Linked DNA regions of Mus musculus: region 2 is linked to region 1. A link is a contact called in public promoter capture Hi-C data. All regions are on one chromosome and are shown on one strand. Each heading gives the region's core, a stretch centred on a gene start, on an enhancer-like site or on the middle of the called end of the contact. The rest is flanking DNA. Distances are from core to core; before and after follow the strand shown. Region 1 holds the start of Selenov (selenoprotein V). Region 2 holds the start of Capn12 (calpain 12).

Region 1 (6,657 bases), core at 1,878-4,377:
AAGACTCCAGACATGACCCGACCTCCCGGCGCCCCATCCCTACCCTCTGCTCCCAGAAATTACCTTCTTGGAATGGATCAGCTTCCCATCCACAAACACTTCAAACTCCCCTGTAACCTGGGTAGCTCTTTCCTCCTCCTGCCAGGGGAATGTTGTGGGTGGAGGAGGCTGAGGGCTTGGGGGGGTTGGGGGGGTCTGGGAACCCCGACCTCTCCTTCTCCTCAGGCTACCAGTACACTTACAAACTCCAGAAGGTTTGGGAATTGATGCTCCAGGGTCCTTTTCAGTATAATGTACTGAGAGGGAGGACAAGAGGTTATGGAGTCAAAGGGTCACAGGAGAGAGAGACGGGCACCCCCTTCCAGTCTTCCTACCATTTGCTCCCTTACATTCTGAGGGAGAAACTACTCACCCGAAGGCCATAGCTTCAGAGGCCACTGCAAGCGGAGAGCAGGAGAGGGAGGCAGGAAAGAAATAAGGGAGACGTTATAGCAGCAGTGAGCCTGAATCTGGCCCCAGCCTTGCCTGCTTGGACATTCCCCCACTCCCTTGGTACCTTGCGGGGGGGGGGGGGGGGGAATCCTCCTCCTTCTTACCTTCCTGAGTGCCCACATAACCGTGCCCATTATTCCTCACCCTTTATCCCCCACCTTGCCCAGCTACAAAAACCTCCTTGCTGGTCTTTCAGCTCGCTGCATTTGTACAGGTGTGCACTGGTAGGTGATTGCAGAGTGCTCCTCCCCAGGATGTTTGTGGCTCCTCTCCCTTCCTCAGGTCACTTCAGCAAGGCCGTCTTGACCCTCCCAATAGAAACTGTGACCCTCCCAGATGCCTTCCTGTACATGCTGGCTGTGACATATTGCCTGCCCCTCCATGTCACAGCTACAAGGACAGGAGTCTCCACCTGTCCATTGCTCAGTGCCTGGTGCCACAAACACCTGATGAGTGTGTAACAACAGCTGTCAAGCCAGCTGTGGCGCTCCACATTTTAATCAGACTCTGTGGTTTCCAGGCCAGCCTGAGCCACATAGCGAGTGTCCCAGGACAGCCAGGGCTACACAGGGAGACGAGGAGGAGGAGGAGGAAGAGCAGAGAAAAGAGAAGAGAGAAGAAAGAAGAATGGGGAGAGGAAGGAGGTAGCAAGAGGGAGCCAAGCTTGGGAAGAGGAGAAACAGACACGGTGTGGCAGGGGAAGCAGAGGGAAGTTGCCTGGTCGGGCAGAGGATGGAGGAAACGTGTGAGACAAGGGCCTGGAGTCTTCCAGAGCAACAGAGGCAATAAGGGCACAGTCCTGACCTGTGCTACTCCACCCAGGTCACTGCATGAGCCTGAGGCAGCATCTGAGAGCTGCACTCAGCTCCAGAGCCTCTGTGCTCATTCACCAGCTGCCCCACTCCATCCCCCGTCCCCTCCCCCACCCACTCCCCTTCATTCAGCAGCCTCCTTCCTCTTCTCTGAGAAGTGGCCGCTCAAGGGTCACCATGGAGTGAGACCATCCCGACCACCCAGCTCAGCTCTGAGGTGGACAGCCTCTCCTCCTTCCTCAGGAAGTACCTCTCTGCTCACAGTTCTGCAGGCTGGCATGGGGTGTGCATGGCCTGGCCTGCTAGGGAAGTGCTCAGGGCCCTCAGAGTGAAGCGCAGCAAAGAATGGGAACGGATTCCCAGTCATAAGAATCAACCGTGAATGCATGGATGGATGAATGAATGAATGAATGAATGAGAATACAGTTTAGACCCATCCATCATGTAAATGTTGAATGGATGAAGGTGGATGAAGCTTCTCGCTTCTACCAATAGAATGAATGAATGTATGAATAAGAGTGAATGCATGCATGAAGTTAAGAGACAGGAATCAAGCAGCTAAACGAATGATTCTGACTGCCAGGTGGGAAACGCCCATCAATGAATGAATAAAAGCGAATGACAGCAGTCATGTTACTCATACAAACGTTTGAAGGAAGAGAGGCGTGAATAAAGCCTTAAGTCAATAAACATGCAAATGAGTGAGGAAAGATCAAAGACAGAAATCACAGGGGTTCGTGGGAGTGAATGAAAGAAGCCAGGGTGGGAAACCGATCTCAAAGGGACAGACAAGTGGTGGTCAGAACTCTGTGGATCTGCCTCCCTACCTAGCGCGCCCACCTGGGCCTGCACACACACACACACACACACACACACACACACACACACACACACACGCCCAGAGCTCCAGCATCTGCCGGCTCGGCTCCCGTTCTTTCGCGGGTAGGGGGAGCCCCTCACCAGTACATCACACGGATCAAGATTCTGTTGGGCGTTGGGACGTCCTCGCTGGTGGATGGGATCTCCTTAGTGGAACCGAAGCTGGGTGCTGGGGAAATCGTGGAGAGCTTACCCAGACCAGGGGTTTCCTTCAGCGGGGAGGCCAAGAACTCTAGTGTAGGGTTGGGGCCCGGAATGGGGCCCAATGTACTGGAGGCCATGGCAGTAGAAGCCAAGGAGTCTATGGGAGAGGCGGTGTCCGGTATGGAGCCTTGTGTCTTGGAGGACGAGGGAGTGAGCACTGGAAGGGGCCCCTGGATGGCCTCCGCTAGGCTGTGGATCGAGGGTTTCTGATTTTGAGCGAGTGTGGGATCCTTCAAGAGAGCGCTAGCAGCCCTGGAAGAAAGGGGCTGTGCCGTGGGCGAGGCCAAGCTCGGGAAGAACCTGCCTGGAGAGATCTTAGGAAAGACCCGACCTAGATTCGGGGCCCGGACTGGTGCTGGAGTCCGCACCGGTGCTGCATGCCGGACTGGAGCTGGAGTTGGGGCTGGGGTTAGGGTTGGGGCAGGGACTGGGGCTGGAGTTGGGAACCGGATTGGAACAGGGTTAGGGACTTGGGCAGGAGCCCGGACCCGGATGGAAGTTCGGACTGGAGTCGAGTTGTGCGCTGGGTTCGGGGCCCTGACTGGGGTCGCGGTTCGGATGGGAGCGGGTGTCCGGGCCGGGGTGTTTGCCCGGACTGAGGAGGGAGCGGGGACCCGCGCCTTGTTATTCATGGGGACCAGGTGAGACCCGGGTACCCCAGGCTAAGCGTCCCGCCTCGCCCTGCTTCCTTGAGCGAGGAGAGCTTTCGCACCCGAGGATTCTAAAAACCGAAGCAACCACGAGCAGGCACTGTTACACCGGGTTCCAGTCAGGCGGAGATTCCAAGCTCTGCGCCAGGGAGGCGCTGCTGTCTTCAGATCTCACCGAATAGACACCGCCCCTGTCCCTATCCCCACCCAGCAGGAGCCAACTCTGCCTAGAGCTTCCCATTGCCACCCTGACACTCATGCGTTTAGCTGGTTGAGTTCATTAAGCGCCCTCCTAGCGCTGGGGATTCCGGGGACAATGCATCTCTGCCCTCCTTGCTTCCTGCCCATGATAGGAGGTCACACCCAGTATGAGAGTGACAGCCTAAAACCGTCAGTGCAGTGGAGAATACCAGCACCCATATAATTCAGAAAGGAGGCACCTCTCTGCAGGATACGAGGTCCGGAGAAAAATAGCGACAACCCACACAAATAATCCAATTTACTCCCGGGGAGTGGTCAAAGTGAGACTCTGTCTTCTTCATGCTGTATCCCCAGCTCCTAGAACAAGACCTGGATCAACCAATCCTGTGGAACCCGAGTTAGGGAGATAAAGTGGAAGCTGGCACCAGGAAAGGGGACAAGTTTGAGAAGTGGAGTATAGGCAAAAGGCAGAGGTGACAAGGATTGGAGCCAGGGACAGTGACCATGTAAGGCCGACTAGACTTCATTCTGAGGCTCACAGAAGGATGACTTAACAGGGGTTGTGGCTCAGTTAATAGAGTTTTCATAGCATTCACAAAGCCCTGGGTCCAAGTCCCCCGTGCCACACAAACCAGTTATGTTGACTCAGGATTGTAGCTCCAGCACTCAGGAGGCAAGTGGATCAAAAGTTTAAAATCACTCTCAAGTAAAAAAAAAAAAACAAAAACAAAACAAAAAAAAAAAAACAAAACCAACCAACACCCCCCCCCCCAAAAAAAAACCCTCAGGATGCACATAACCCTGTTGATGTCTCAAGAGATGTCAGCCTCTGCCTGTGGCTTTGGGGCAGTATTTCTAAGCCAGGGAATATCCTTCTGGAAGGGGGGTGGGGCATACATAGACCAGCCAATCCACAATAACGTGGATAGTGATGACAGCCTGGGGCCACATTGTGTCAGTTCTGCCCCAGGAGGGCTATTAACTTTATCTGCCTGACCAAGACCTCATGAAGACTCTAGGCCCCAGAATGCAATGTACATTTCGTGACCATTAACGTGCTGTGTTGCCAGACGTCAGTGCAGTGGGTGCTTCCACAGGAAGAACACACAGATGTTTGGACTAGGAATTGACCTGGACCCTGGCACATCCCCTTCTCTAGTTGGCTGGGTTTTAAACGTATTTTTTGTTTTGTTTTGCTTTCTGTTATCTTTGAGAAAGACACACAGCTATATAGCTTAGGCTAGCCTTAAACTTACAATCCTCCTGCCTCAGCCTTTTTTCCCCCCCTTTCTGAGACAGGGTCCCATTATGGATCCTTGACTATCCTGAAACTCGCTCTGACAAGGCTTGTCTTGAACTCACAGACAACCACTGCTCCTGCCTCCCAAGAGCTGGGGTTAAAGGCATGTGCCATCGTGCCAGAATCTCTTGGCTAATTTTAATTATATTTTAATCTAATTACCTGTGCTACAGCATAACCACAAGCCTAAAAACTTTTAGTGAGCCTTCTATCAAAGGACCAGGCCTAGTCCAGCGTGGTGGTGCCTGCCTGTAATTCCCAGTGTGCAAGATGCAGACGCTGGAAAGCTGCTGCAGTTTGATGCTAGCTTGGTTGGCAATCCAGTAGATCTACAGAGTGAGTGGCTTCCAGGGCAGCCAAGGCTACAAACCCTGTGTTGAAAAACAACACAACTGGAGAGATGGCTCAGCGGTTAAGAGCATTGACTGCTCTTCCAGAGGTCCTGAGTTCAATTCCCAGCAACCACATGGTGGCTCACAACCACCTGTAATGGGATCTGATGTGCTCTTCTGCTGTGTGTGAAGACAGAGCCCTCATATAATATAAGTACCTGTTTAAAAAGAAAAAAACAACAGAAAAGAAAGGAAAGAAGAAAGAAAGGAAAGAAGAAAGGAGGTGGCTCTCAACCTTCCTAATGTTTCAACCCTTCAATACAGTTCCTCATGTGGTGACCCTCAACCATAAAACCATTTCATTACTACTCCATAACTATGACCTTGCTGTTGTGATGAATCATAATGTAAATATCTGATATGCAGGATCGGTGATGTGTGACGCCTGTGAAAGGGTTGTTCAACCCCCGAAGGGGTTGCAACCCACAAGTTGAGAGCTACTGGTTTATACAATGAGCTCCAAGCTATCACAAGATGCTGTCTCAATTTAAGAACAACAAAAACCTACTATTCCCCTTATGAGACAGCTCTCTTAGTTTCAACATCAAAAACAAAGTTCACCTGTTGGAGTGGTGCACGCCTTTAATGCCAGCACTTAGGGGGCAGAAGCAGGTGGATCTCTGTGAGTTCGAGGCCAGCCTGGTCTACAGAGTTCTAGGCTGGCCAGGGCTTTTACAGAGAGGAAACTCTATCCTGGGAAAATAAAAAGTTCTCAGCCTGATGTGGTTGAGCAAAATAAGAACCTTTATAGATGTCTCTGGGGAGATGAGAAAAACTAGGTTATAAATAAGCAATATGTACAATAAAGCCCTTTCAAAGAGTCTCCAGTCGGTAGGGGGAGGTAGAGATTGGACACCACAAAGTAAATAAAATCATTCAGGCTCCATCTCCAGGCGATGATAGAGAAGGGACAAGATAGAGAAGGGGCAGGATCAGGCCTGAAAAAAGAAATGAGAAAGAAGCGTTAGAAAAGATATTGAGGGTGGGAGGAGCTGGCTGCCACTGAGCCAAGTGTCCAAAGCCTGGAACGTGGGAACGTGGGTCGAGGATACCTCTCGTGCATAAATGGAAGGGGCTGGTATGACATAAATGGATCTAGAGTCTCCATCTTCAGGATGATTCCAGTCAGCCGACGAACTGTGGGAGGAGAGAAACGGGGGACAATTCAGACCCCACGAATTCTCATTTTTTTATTTCCCACACCCATCAAAGAGGGAAACCGCAGACTGGCAAGGGAGAATTCTGCAATGACCCCATCAGAAGAGGGCTAGGGCTAGAACACCTGGGTAAGAAAGTCCAATCCGATAGAACCAGACCAGTCAATTGGCCGCAGTGACAAGGTGTGTCGCCCTCACCTGGGGCCATCCCCAGCACCGTCTTGTAACCTCAGGTTGTTGAGTGCATCCGGGAGCGTGTGGACCGAAGGCTCCCGGGTCCCAGAAAGCAGGCGAGTCCCGGTATCCTGGCCAGGACCTCGGCGGCGAACGTGGATGACCAAGAGTGCGGCGCCAGCCAAACCGGCGGCCACCAGCAGCCCCAAGGCGGGAGGCAGAAGAAAGCGCTGTGGATCCGCCTGCCTCAGGCCCCGCGGGGCGGCGGGCACCGCGTCCGCGCCGTCCGGGCGCACAGCGAACTCGCATCTCACGCCCATGTAGCCGGGCGCGCAGGCGCAGACCAGGCCAGAGAAGTGGGCGTAGCAACGGCCTCCATGCGCGCAGGGGCGGGAG
Region 2 (6,657 bases), core at 1,820-4,319, 590 kb after region 1:
TGTGGGATTAAAGGTGTATCTCACCAAGCCTAGCCCATACAACCAGTAATTTTTTTTTTAAAAAAGTACTTTTAAAAACATTTTTATGTGTATGAGTATTTTGCCTGTTTGTACGTATTTGCATCAAGTGCTGAAAGAGGCCAGAAGACGTCGCCAGATCCCACGGATGGAGTTACAGACAGTTGTGAGCCTCTGTGTGGGTGCTAGGAACCAAATCTAGGTCCCCTGGAAGAGCAAAAAGTTTTAAGCACAGAGCCAAGTCTCCAGCTCTTCACACTACCAATTTTTTTAAAAAGCTAGAAGGGCAATTATGGCCAGGGCTTCCACTAGTCAGCTGCCAGAGACACCAGCCTTCTTGGGTGGGCATGACAAGAGTTTAGAAATGGCTTTCCATTTGTGTATTCATTGGCTTATTAATTAGCATAGTGAATGCTAAAAACGAGTTTGAATTGATGAGTCGGTATGCAGTGTTGGCTAGAATAGTCTAGATACTCCTGCCATTCTTTGAGCAGATTACAGGGATCAAGTGTACATTGGGGCCAGGATGTGCACTGTAATGACCCTGTCTTCAGGGACTGGTCTAGGCCTCTCATTTCTAGGGCTGTCAGAATATGGTTTTCCAAGGACATGGTCAAGTTGACCTCAAATGAACCTTGTACGAAAGGTGTGTTCATAGCACAAGCTCCGACCTCATCAACCTACAGAACAGGTTGTGTGGCGGCTTGTGCCTGCCTGTGTCATCTGGGGCCCTTCATCTCAGTTCTCCTCACCTGCATTCCCGCTTCATTTCCAAACGCATGCGGCCAGCTCCAAGTGTAACCAAGAATGACCTTACTGACCCTCCTGCTGTCACCTCCTTGGTGCACCACTAGGTAATTCCACCCGAGAAAAGTCCTCATTACAGCTGGGTGTGGTGGTGCACATCTGTAATCCCAATACACTGGAGGCCGACACAAATGGATCGCCAGGAGTTGGAGGCCAGTTGTCTGGTCTACATTGTAACTTCCAGGCCAGCGGGACACTGTCTCAAAAACACATAACAAACGTAACAAACCCACCTGGGTTTCACCACATCCGGACACCTGGAGTATGCTTTCACGCTTGGGGGAATCGTGTCTCCCCATCGCTTGGCTGTGCTTGTATGCCACCCTCATCCTCTGAGGTAATCTTAGCCTTCCTGGCTACCAACTCAGTCAGGTGCAAGGAAAGGAGAGGCTGGCAAAGATAGGAAAGATAAACAATGGGGGCGTGGTTGGAGGGGGTGGCCAGGGGCTGCTGCACTGTGATTGGCGGGTCTGCTTCAGCTGTGGTCTGAGGGGAGGGATCATCTCAGAGCCAAGTGCCTAGAGAATAAGCCACAGGATCTAACATCTGGGCTTCTGGGTTCAGGACAGAGCTCAGCAGTAGAAGTTTGACTAGCGCTGGGCGTGGTGGCGCACGCCTTTAATCCCAGCACTCGGGAGGCAGAGGCAGGCGGATTTCTGAGTTCGAGGCCAGCCTGGTCTACAAAGTGAGCTCCAGGACAGCCAGGGCTATACAGAGAAACCCTGTCTCGCAAAAACCAAAAAAAAAAAAAAAAAAAAAAAAAAGAAGTTTGACTAGCGTGTAGGGATCCCCACGTTCATCCCCAGCTCTGGCAACAAAAAAAAAAAAAAAAAAAAAAAGAGGGGGGGGCAGGAAGGAAGGCAAACCACGGACACACACTACTGTTTGAAGAAACTGAGGCATATGGAGTTTATGTGACTTAGCCCAAGACACACAGTCCTTTGTCCCACAATTTAGCCTAGGCTGGTCTGGAATTCAGGTTCCTCTGGTCTCTTCCTTCCAAGAGCTGGAATCACAAGGGTGAAGCATCACACTTGACCTCAGACCTGCAATCCTAAGTGACAGACTGGGCTGAGACTTGAACCAACTACCTGTCTTTGTGTGGTCCCAGCAACTCTGCAGGAGGAAAAATCTGTGCGATTTTTCTTTGTTTCATTACTGGGTCTCTTGTAGTTTAGGCTGCCCGATATTTGCTGTAAGCTAAGACTACCGTAGAACTCCCGATTCTCCTGCCTCGGACAGCCCCTGTTGTTGGCTATGGTGCTTGGAGGGCCGGGGTTGGATGGCAGATGTTGAAAGCTTGAGTTGTCAACGTCTCAGCAAAATTAAAGTGACTAGGCTCCCCTGGGGCCAGAGGCACTGAAAGGCAAGACTGCCTGCCTTGCCAAAGATCCTCCTCCGCCTGCTTCACGGAGCCTGCTCGGCTTGGAGAGGGGCCGCAGCATCCCAGGCACAGGTGACCACATTCACAGCACAGAGCAGAACCTGTTTTCTGTAGTCAGCCTTGCCTGGGTGACCTAGCCATGGTCTACCTTCCTGAGAGCTAGCAGAGGGAGCTGGGAGGAAACCAGGTGTGGTGTTTTATAAATATAAAAAAGGAAAGAGCCAAGGATATGTTTATATCTGAGTTCCATGCCAGCCTGGTCTACGGAGTGAGTTCCAGGACAGCCAGGGCTACCCAAGAGAAACCCAGTCTGTCTCCAAAATCCCAAACCAAACGAACAAAAGGACAAAACCCTTCAAAACAAAACAACAATCACACCAGTAGATCTAACACCAGGGATCCTGAGGCAAGAGAGCCTGGGAGCCCGAGGCTAACCTCGGAAACTCAGTGAGACCAGGTCTCAAAGTCAGTCGATGAAGGGCCTTGGAGCTGCAGGTGCAGAGGATGCTTGCCTGCCACATCGGGAGGTTCAGTCCTCAGCACTGTCCCCAGCTGAGGAGACAGGGAGGCTGGGCTGGGCTGAGGTATGGCAACAGGAAGAAGCACGCGGAAACACACCCCCACGTTGACCTCCTTCCCGGCACTCCCAGAGCCCGGCTGGTCCTCCTAGGCCTGCCCACCTTTTGTGTGCTCCAGGTCATTAAGCTGCTAAACTCGCCACAACTGAGGGCTCCGTGCCCCAGGGAGGAAACCACTGAAGAAGCGTCCCTGCTCCTTCGCACCCCAAACCATCAATTAATATTAACAAGGGAGAATGCTCCTCGATGCCTAAAGACCCCCAACAGGGTACAAATGGAGCAGGAGCCACGCCCCCCATGACTCAGGAGGTTAAAGGGCTTGGGTCCATCTGTGTGCCCAGAGTGTCCGAATGGCGAGTGGCAACAGGAAGGTCACCATCCAGCTGGTGGACGACGGGGCCGGGACTGGAGCTGGGGGCCCACAGCTCTTTAAAGGCCAGAACTACGAAGCCATCCGAAGAGCTTGCCTGGATTCCGGGATCCTGTTTCGTGACCCTTGCTTTCCTGCTGGCCCTGATGCCCTTGGCTATGACAAGCTGGGACCTGACTCAGAGAAGGCCAAAGGGGTGGAATGGAAGAGGCCCCATGTAAAGTGGGGCTGGGCTGGGACCTGGGTCTGATGGGGGAGGGCCAGGACAAGGACTCCTGGGTCTGAGGGAGGAGGACCAGGTCCTGGACTCTTGGATCTGAGGGAGGAGGGCCAGGGCCTGGGTCTGAGGGAGGAGGACCAGGGCCTGAACTCTTGGGTCTGAGGGAGGAGGACCAGGGCCTGAACTCTTGGGTCTGAGGGAGGAGGACCAGGGCCTGAACTCTTGGGTCTGAGGGAGGAGGGCCAGGGCCTGGGTCTGAGGGAGGAGGACCAGGGCCTGGACTCTTGGGTCTGAGGGAGGAGGGCCAGAGTCTTAGCCTGAGGGATCAGGGCCAGGACATGAACCCTTGAGTGTAAGAGAGACAGGCTGAGGTCTAGAATCCTGGTTCTTAGGAAAAGGGAGTGGGGGATAAGAGCAGACTCAGCCACGGGATTCAAGGGGATCCAGGAAGGCAAACTCCCACCCACAGACTTTCCCAAGGTTGGAGGCCCTCACTACCTGGGTACTGGTGTCAGGGCTCAGGCCTCTGACTTCTCCATTGTTCCAGCCTTCCCTTACCTGGCTTCTCTGGAACCTTAATCTTCCAGGAGTTTTGTGCTGAGCCCCAGTTCATCTGTGAAGACATGAGCAGAACAGATGTGTGCCAGGGAAGCTTGGGTGAGCCCCCTTGTGACTGTCTGGAGCCCCTAGACCCAGGACTTGAACAGCTCCTCTCCTCTGTCTCCTGTCCCCATGGCTTCTTTCTTCAGTCTGCTGGTCTCTGGTCCACTCGTACCTAATCTGAGCCTCTTTCCTCCTCCTCCTAGGAAACTGCTGGCTTCTTGCAGCTGCTGCCTCCCTCACACTCTACCCCAGGCTCCTGTACCGGGTGGTCCCCCCTGGACAAGGTTTCCAAGATGGCTACGCGGGGGTCTTCCATTTTCAGGTAGAGTCCAGTTCCTTGCTCTGTGCCTCAATTTCCCCCGTGGTAGCATGATGACATAGGCTTCACAGTTACCATTATGTCCCTACCCCAGCGCAGGGGGACTGGAATTCCAGAACTTGGGAAGCAGAAGGCAAAAGCGGGGGTTGGAGGTAGGAATCAGGCAGGGTCTGGAAGCTGAGCCGCTCCTGCCCTGTGTTTTGTTTTGTTTTGTTTTGTTTTGTTTTGTTTTTCTTCACCAGCTATGGCAGTTTGGCCGCTGGGTGGATGTGGTGGTAGACGACAAACTGCCTGTGCGTGAGGGGAAGCTGATGTTCGTGCGCTCAGAACAAAGGAACGAGTTCTGGGCCCCTCTGCTGGAAAAGGCCTATGCCAAGTAAGGACTCCGCCCCCTCCCAAAGCCCCAGCCCTCCCAGCTGCAGCCCCAAGAACATGCCCAAGCCACGTGGAGTACTGACATCACATCGGGGGTCCTCCAGACACCCAACCTAGGACCCTGAACCCAGTCATAGCCCGCCATAGCCCTAGTATCATGGCACTCTCCTGGAAGAACCTTCATTTTTTGGTATTTTATTGAGAAAAGACCTCATACAACCTAGCTTGCCCAGGAATTAGCTATGTAGCCAAATGAGACCTTGAACTGAGGGTCTTGCCTCCATCTCAGAAGTGCTGGGGTTCCAGGTGTGTGCTACCACCCCAGGTTTATGCGGTGCTGGGTTTGAACCCAGGGTCTCATGTATGCTTGGTAAGCCCTCTACCAACTGAGCTACATCCCCAACCTTTATCCATTCAGTTATTGTCTTGTTATGTAGGCCAGGTTGGCCTCAAACTCATAATCCTCCTTCACTGGGCCCTTGTGTGCATAGAATATAGGCATGCACCACAACCCATGGCTAAAGTTAGGAAGGGAGTGTGTGTGAGCTGGGGATGGAACCCACGATCTGTGCATGCTGAGCCACATCCCAGCTCCTCACTGGAGGATTCTAGGCAGGGGCTCTACCACTGGGCCACGCCCCCAGCTCCTCACTGGGGGATTCTAGGCAGGGGCTCTACCACTGAGCCACGCCCCCAGCTCCTCACTTGGGGATTCTAGGCAGGGGCTCTACCACTGAGCCACACCCCCAGCCCCTCACTGGGGGATTCTAGGCAGGGACTCTACCACTGAGCCACGCCCCCAGCCCCTCACTGGGGGAGTCTAGGCAGGGGCTCTACCACTGAGCCACACCCCCAGCCCCTCACTAGGGGATTCTAGGCAGGGGCTCTACCACTGAGCCACGCCCCCAGCCCCTCACTGGGGGAGTCTAGGCAGGGGCTCTACCACTGAGCCACACCCCAAGCCCCTCACTAGGGGATTCTAGGCAGGGGCTCTACCACTGAGCCACGCCCCCAGCCCCTCACTGGGGGATTCTAGGCAGGGGCTCTACCACTGAGCCACGCCCCCAGCCCCTCACTGGGGGATTCTAGGCAGGGGCTCTACCACCGAGCCACGCCCCAGCCCCTCACTGGGGGATTCTAGGCAGAGGCTCTACCACTGAAGCATAAGGTTCAGCCTGTGAATCTTCTAATCTTGTTTGTTTGCTTGTTTGTTTGTTTATTTATGGTTCTTCAAGACAGGATTTCACTGTGTAACTTGGCTGTCCTGGAACTCACTCTGTAGAGCAGGCTGACCTCAGACTCATAGAGATCTGCCTGCTTTTGCCTCCTGAGTGCTGGGATTAAAGGCATACACCACTACCCAGCAGAATTTTCAAATCTTAAAGGCCTTCCTCTCTTCTCTTCTCTTCTCTTCTCTTCTCTTCTCTTCTCTTCTCTTCTCTTCTCTTCTCTTCTCTTCTCTTCTCTTCTCTTCTCTCTTTCTTTCTTTCTTTTTTTTTTTTTTTTGTGGAAATGACATTTTCCACAAACATTCTAAGAATCCCACTGATACTCATATTTCCCAAGGATCCTGAAATCCCATCATCTATCAGAACCTGGATTTGCCAAATCTTATTCCCTCAAGGGCCTTTAACCTCACGCCATCTCTCATGGTCCTTTGAGACATCGACAGCCCATCCTTTATCATAGGATTAGGCTACCGTGCGCTGGAAGGCCTGACAAGTCCTCATAGGCATCGCCTTCACAGGCTCCCAGAGTCTCAAAGGTTGAGGGAGAGTTGAGAATTCTGGTGCAGCTCTTCCATGGCTTCCAGACTGCACAGTTTCATGGACCCTAGAGATGAGAGGCCTAGCATGTGTCAGATGAGTCTCCCACCTCATCTCTGAATAGTTCAGGGATTGAGCCTACTCCTATTATCACAGTAGTACTAAGTGTACTGAGGCAGGAGGATTGCAAGTTTGAGGGCAGACTGAGATGCATAGC

What was found. Promoter capture Hi-C pulls out the DNA fragments that hold promoters and counts their contacts.
Region 2: a promoter capture Hi-C map of liver shows a contact between it and region 1, with 2.0 times the contacts expected there. The contact joins the promoter of Capn12 here to the promoter of Selenov in region 1. A contact is called at or near these places in 3 of 39 promoter capture datasets (liver and pre-B cells).

Annotation. Positions count from the first base shown.
Region 1 is chr7:28,288,059-28,294,715 of GRCm38.p6, forward strand. It overlaps Selenov (selenoprotein V), which reads right to left and starts at 3,128. Exons shown (of 6, transcript NM_175033.4): 1 at 2,265-3,128; 2 at 413-437; 3 at 243-296; 4 at 64-138. The coding sequence starts at 3,019. Dll3 (delta like canonical Notch ligand 3) reads right to left here. Exons shown (of 9, transcript NM_007866.2): 7 at 6,286-6,657; 8 at 5,983-6,067; 9 at 5,497-5,868. The coding sequence ends at 5,863.
Region 2 is chr7:28,878,587-28,885,243 of GRCm38.p6, forward strand. Capn12 (calpain 12) reads left to right here and starts at 3,070. Exons shown (of 21, transcript NM_001110807.1): 1 at 3,070-3,374; 2 at 3,965-4,034; 3 at 4,184-4,302; 4 at 4,542-4,675. The coding sequence starts at 3,138.